Regions from separate parts of the Sus scrofa genome. Here region 2 is linked to region 1. The links are chromatin contacts, called in public Hi-C maps. All regions are on one chromosome and are shown on one strand. The core of a region is the stretch at or near the end of the contact, and the rest is flanking DNA. Distances in the headings are between cores, read along the strand shown. Region 1 holds the start of LY6G5C (lymphocyte antigen 6 complex locus protein G5c). Region 2 holds the start of DDAH2 (N(G),N(G)-dimethylarginine dimethylaminohydrolase 2).

The links. Hi-C and Micro-C count contacts between places; a contact is called where the count stands out from the background.
Region 2: a Hi-C map of embryonic fibroblasts shows a contact between it and region 1, with 4 times the contacts expected there. The contact joins the promoter of DDAH2 here to the promoter of LY6G5C in region 1. A contact is called at or near these places in 2 of 5 promoter capture datasets (fetal liver and fetal skeletal muscle), 23 of 47 Hi-C or Micro-C datasets (adipose tissue, alveolar macrophages, blood and 15 more) and 2 of 2 datasets of contacts at active chromatin or transcription factors (alveolar macrophages and skeletal muscle).

Annotation. Positions count from the first base shown.
Region 1 is chr7:23,794,600-23,797,853 of Sscrofa11.1, forward strand. It overlaps LY6G5C (lymphocyte antigen 6 complex locus protein G5c), which reads right to left and starts at 1,368. Exons shown (of 3, transcript XM_003128309.4): 1 at 1,039-1,368. The coding sequence starts at 1,135.
Region 2 is chr7:23,840,811-23,843,763 of Sscrofa11.1, forward strand. DDAH2 (N(G),N(G)-dimethylarginine dimethylaminohydrolase 2) reads right to left here and starts at 1,704. Exons shown (of 7, transcript XM_021098458.1): 1 at 1,480-1,704; 2 at 283-644; 3 at 79-178. The coding sequence starts at 579. It overlaps CLIC1 (chloride intracellular channel protein 1), which reads right to left. Exons shown (of 7, transcript XM_021098462.1): 7 at 2,019-2,440. The coding sequence ends at 2,279.

The sequences.
Region 1 (3,254 bases), core at 118-2,617:
CCCAGGCTAGGGATTGACTCTGAACCACAGTTGCAGCAATGCTGGATAATTAACCTACTGTACCATAGTGGGAACTCCTGGAATATGCTTTCTTCATCTGTAATTAGCAGAAGTGAAAACATAAGAGTGCATCAGCACAAGACATGTAGACAGAGACTTCGAGTAGCCCAAAGCCATATTCTTTGAGGGGGTCCCACTGAACAGATTCTTTTTTTTTTTTTTTTTTTTTTTGTCTTTTTGCCTTTTCTAGGGCCGCACCAGCGGCATATGGAGGTTCCCAGGCTAGGGGTCTAATTGGAGCTGTGGCTGCTGGCCTACACCACAGCCACAGCCACAGCCACAGAAACGCTGGATCCGAGCCGCAACCTACACCACAGCTCACGGCAACGCTGGATCCTTAACCCACTGAGCAAAGCCAGGGACCGAATCTGCAACCTCATGGTTCCTAGTTGGATTCGTTGACCACTGAGCCACGACGGGAACTCTTGAACAGATTCATTTTTAATTTTGTTCACCTAAGCCCTTCACAAACACATGCCTGTTCATCTCCCTCCTCCTCCGGTCCCAGGCCCAGACCACTCGTTAACGTGTCCCCAGCAGAACCCTTGGTGTGAGGCTGATGATGAGCCAACACTTTGAATCTTGTTTCTGTGTAGATGGTGATTTGCAGCCAAGCGAGTTATCAGGCTGGATTCATCCTTGTTCTACGCTGGATCCTGGGGCTGTCATCTGGCGTGTTCCCCCAACCCTCCCTCTTCTGTATTGCCCTCGGATTCAAAGAGGTTCTCTTTAATATCTCCACTCAGGTGACTGCTATTAAGTGAGAAAACCCTCCAGTAATCACCTGAAATCTCTCTCAGAGTGAACATCAGCCCGTTATCAGTCCCCAGTCATTATCCCACCAAGCCCACCCACCCCATCTTTCCTCCTGCCTGGTTTACCTGAATGCCCTTGGCACATGTACCCAGACATCTGGTGTCTGTGGGTTTCTCTATCCAGCAGGCTAGGAGATCCTTCTGACCCCTTAGAGACACTTACCAAACACCAAGCTCATCATGACCTGCATTATTAAGAGGGCCAGGGCTTGGTGGAAGCCCATATTCCAGCTACTTGCAGGGCCTGCCATAAAATGCATGACTGCCCACCAGCCTCCAGTTTGGCCTTATATTGATGGAAGAGAAGTTGACCAAGAGGAAAGGGAGAGGCAACATCCTTTTGGGGCGGAATTCAGAGCTAGAACAGCCGGAGGGACAGAGTGTCCTCACCCACAGCCATTCTGGGGCCTAACATCCTGGCATGGGGACAAGGACCCAACAAAAAGAATGAGAAAAGAAACGTATTTCAGGAGTTCCCATCGTGGCAAAAAGAAAGGAAAGAAAGAGGAGTTCCCATCGTGGCGCAGTGGTTAACAAATCCAACTAGGAACCATGAGGTTGCGGGTTCGGTCCCTGCCCTTGCTCAGTGGGTTAAGGATCCGGCGTTGCCATGAGCTGTGGTGTAGTTTGCAGATGCGGCTCGGATCCCGCGTTGCTGTGGCTGTGGTGGTGTAGGCCGGTGGCTACAGCTCCAATTGGACCCCTAGCCTGGGAATCTCCATATGCCGCGGGAGTGGCCCAAAGAAATAGCAAAAAGACAAAAAAAAAAAAACAAAAAAAAAAACAAAAAAAAAAGAAGAAACGCATTTCGTATGAATTTAACAGACATTCATTGAATCACTGCATCAGATGTTGGGGATACAATATTGCACAAAGCCCCTATCGTCACGGAGCACACAGTTTAGTGCAGAAGACAAGTCAACAGACAGTGACGGGAGATGGGGGAGGAGGAAGCACCTGAGCTGTGGCTACTACAAACCAAAAGGATTTCAGCAGAGGAGTAACAGGTTCAGATTTCTGTTTGTAGATTTCTGAGGCCGGGAAACCAGTTAGGAAGCTATTCCCAAGTCCAGTCACAAGATGGCAGCCTGGTCTAACAGAAGAGAGGGAAGTTGAGCGGTGCAGGAATCTGAGCTACGTTTCCCAGGAAGACGGGACAGATTCAGACTGCTTGTGAGGTGAGGGAAGGGAGATAGGCTTTGCGAAAGGGAGTGATTGTGATACCATTTTCCAAAATGGGAAAGATGTGTCAGAAATCCAAAAGCGAGGACACCTGAGTCTCCAGGGACCGTATTAGCCCACTACGCCCTGTGGGTTCTGGGAAGCCAGAGCCTTTCCCTATGCCCCCGCTTTTCCGGGCCCGCCTCAGCTCAGCTGCAGGTCATTGGGTCCGATCTCCGGCGCCCACAGGCTCCGGCGCTGTGCGCTCGCTCTCCACGCCTGGCTGCACTTCAGAGTTTTTGGGAGGACGCGAGGGCGGCCGCCCGCCCAAGCTCAGCTCTTGGCCAGGCACTTGGGAAGAAACCCGGGCGTCCGGCCCCCGCTGCCACCCAGAGCACTGCACGGCTTCCCCGGAAGGTGGCACTATGGCGCCAACGTCCCTCCCAGTCCAGGATTCCGGAGACCTCACAGCAACCAATGAGCTGCCGCGGACGGGCTCCAGGCGCCCCATCCGTTTCTTCCGTCGGGGGCCTGCTGGCCCGACTCGCCTGCCCCGCGGGCGTCTCACCAGGTCAGTCTCCCTCTGGTGAGTGAGACCCACCCAGATTTTTACTTTAAGGGTCAGTAGGTCAGGGGAGGTCCCTGGCTCCCAGGAACGCGCCCCCCACCTGCCCCAGTTTCCGGTCTGGAGGTTTGGGGCGGGGTCTGGCGAGGTTTTCCTGCTAAAGTGCCAGACTCTCCGAGAATCTTTTTTCTGGTCTCGGGGTGCTGCGGTGGAAGATGGCAAGAAACGGACGGAGACACATGCCTAGTAAAACAGACGTGAACGAAGAAATACAGGAGGAAAACGTACGCCACTGCGCACGCCCCGAGAGCCTTGGGATGATAAAATAAGAGAATTATTGGAGAGAAAAGTCAGGGTAATGGAGAACTGGGGAGGAGCACCCGGCACCTACATAAATGTTTGCTGAGTGGGTGACAGAGTGATAGAAGAAAAGAAAAACAGCGGAGGCTGCTCTTGAGGCAAAGAGAGCAAAGAAAAGGCGGAACGGAATTTCACAGCGCTCTCTCTCTCTCTCTCTCTCTCATGTAACCGCCACGAAAAGGCTAAGGGGGTTATGGGTGGCTGAGGCTGGGCCTCCTGGTAGGGATCTCCCTGAGAAGTCTGGGAGGACTTGCAGTGGAGTTACAGCGACAGTGGGCCCAGACGGTAGCAGG
Region 2 (2,953 bases), core at 454-2,953, 47 kb after region 1:
ACAAGGCCCGAGATGGCCCAGTCTCCCCAAGTCTGCTTCCCTGTGCCAAGCCCTAGGGTACAGGCGCCCCAGCCTCACCGGTGAAGAGAACATCGGTGCCATCCAGTGTCGCGTTCTCGTCCCCCATCTCCACAATTCGGAGCCCCAGGTCCTGGAGGGCTTTGCGGACTCCATCGACCTAGGAGAAGAGGGCAGGAGGCGGAGACATTCCCACCCCTCTTGTTCCCTAAAGCCTCAGACGTCCAGATCCTCCTTTCCCACCACCCCAACCCTCCGGCTCACCTCCGGCCTGCGGGCGGGGCTCCAGGGTCTCGTGATTAGGGCCGTATCCCCTTGGATCACCGCGGTGTCACCGAGCAGCGGTCCCAGCGGCAGCGACTCTTCAGGAGGCAGTTCTAACAGCTGCAGCCCCAATCGCTGTCTCAGTTTACCACCCAGCACCCCGTGCTCCCTCTGAGCTTTGGCCAGGTCCAGGGCCGGGAGGCCAGCCCCCGCACCCTCCACCGACGCCAGGCTCTCCGGGACCCCCCGGATCAGGGCATGGGAGCAGCGGCCCAGCCCCTCCCCTGGCGTCCCCATCCCATCCACACGGACCCCCCTCCGGCCACGCTGATTTCTTAGTTTTCTCTTTTTACTTCACCGGTCTGGGAGAAGAAACAAAAAGGAGAAAGAGACACACAGAGAAGGGCATAGTGGGGGTGGTTAAGAGCGCCCGGGTCTTCCTCCTGCCATCTCCGGGTGCCCCTCCCACTCCGCCCCACCCCCTCCAAGCCTTCCTCTCAGGCCGACCCCACTCCACCCAGAATCCTCGCGATTCTACCGCTTTAGGGGGAGTCGGAGGAATAAGATCGGAATCCCTAATCTCCAAAACACCTGTTGCCCCATCTCGGGGGCTTGGAGAGGTCCCGGCCGGGAGCCCCTCTTGGCAGCCGCTAGGATGCGCTCATTCCCCAAAAATGCAGCAGACCCGCCCCCTTAACCCTCAGCTGCTCGCTGCCTTAGGGACCCGAAATGCGGCGAGGGACGCAAAGGGGTTATGGGACGGGAGACAGCTGGGGAGAGAGTCAGGGCCTGGGGGATGGAAGTTCTGGATGTCCGAACGAGAAAGGGAAAGAGGGACAAGGAGGGAGGAATTAGGTCCTAAGGAGTTAACCATCCTCTCTCCACCCGAGCCGATCGCTCCGTCCCTAGAGCTACCCAGTGTAAACCAGACCGAGTCCCGAAGGACTGGGAGAGGTCTAAAACGAAATCCGAGGGGCGCGCGCCGGGTCGGGGGGAAATGGGGGGCGTGGTTCTGGGGAGCAGGCGCCACACTGGGAGCCAGGATCGTCCCCCAGTCTCGAGATCTCTCTTCCCCAAAGTCCACCCCGACTCAGCTCCGCACCCAAATATCGACTCTCCGCACTGTCTGGTGCAAGCAGGGGCCCAGCACCCCCAAACTCCGGCTCACACAAGAGACACCTCCCACCCCAGACTCACCTCCAGCGGCCACCCCCACTCCCGCAGCTCTGTGATCTTGGCTGGGGCCCCACCCCCCTGAGGACAGAGTTGGTGAAGAGAGTCCTAGCCTTCAAGCCTCGGGGATTGGAGCTTTGGCTTTGAGGGGTCCCGGGGTAGACGAGCTCCAGTACCACAGTGGGGCGGGGGCGCAACGGTCTGGCGGCTCCGGGGCATTGTCTAAGCGGGACGGGGCAGGGCTCAAGGAGGCCACGCCCACTCCGCCCAGCTATGCCGCGCCCACTCTACCGGGACTGCGCCCCCCTTCCCCCTGCTTCGAATTCAGCCCCGCCCCAGGAGCGCAGCCCAGGCCCACCCAGATCTGGCCGGCCCTGGCGGCTGGGCTGCAAACGCGACATGGAACACCAGACAGCGCTGCGGTGGACCGGCGGTAAAAATGGCAGCCCCATCACGAACGTGCTTCTTCTAAATTCCTGGCTTCTGCCAGGAGCTCAAGGTCACTGACCCACCCTTCATTCTGTGTCACCCACACTTCAAGGTCCCTTTGTGTAAAAACACTAGATTTTCATTCTGTATTTTATTACTGAAACAACGTCGTCCTACCCACCCCACCCCACAATAAAAATCTCACCCAGATCTCCCATCCTTTCTCCTCACCCCCACCCCCCACCCCCAGCAAGCCCTGCACAAATGCTCCTGGATTCTGTGCCCACTGCCCCATTTTGGAGTGTGTCCATTTCCATTGCGTAGCCACGTGGAAAACACCCAGGGCCTTTGTGAAGGAAATGGAGGAGGGGGGAGAAGGAGCCCCAGGAGAGGCTTATTTGAGGGCCTTGGCCACTTGCTCGTAGGCCAGCTCGATCTCCTCATCGTCTGGACAGGTGGAGGCAAACTCTTCCCGAGCATAGGCATTGCGCAGGTATCGATGCACTCCACGAAACGCATCCGGAATGGAGAATCCCCGGTACTTCTTACAGACCACCTGGGCATGGAGAGGGCAGAAGGACAAACAGGTTAGCCTCAGGGAAGTCACAAGGGCTGCCCTGCTTTAGGTCTTTCCCTTCTTCCAAAGCCTACAGGATAAAATCTAGCCTTCTGGTCCAGGTATTCAAGTCCACTATCTGGTTTCTCTTTATGGTTCTTATCTCTCACATGAATCATGTTCAATCAGCTTTCTTAACTCCTCGTTGTCTTGTAAGGTCTTCACCCTTCCTCTCCAGTTATTGAAATCCTGGCCATTTGTCACCAGCTCCCATTCAGATCACCCCAATCCATGGTGCTAGTTTTCCTCTCTTGATTTTGAGATATAATTCACAAACAATAAAATTCTCCTCTTGAATTTCCATAGCAACTTTTGCCTACTTTTCATTTGGTCTTTAGTCATGTATTATTATTTAACTTTCATGTGAATGTTTTTTTTTTCCCTCAGATTTCAAATCCTTTGCGGCCAATACCACATATCCTCGTGTCTTTTAGTGCCTAGTACAGATTTTCA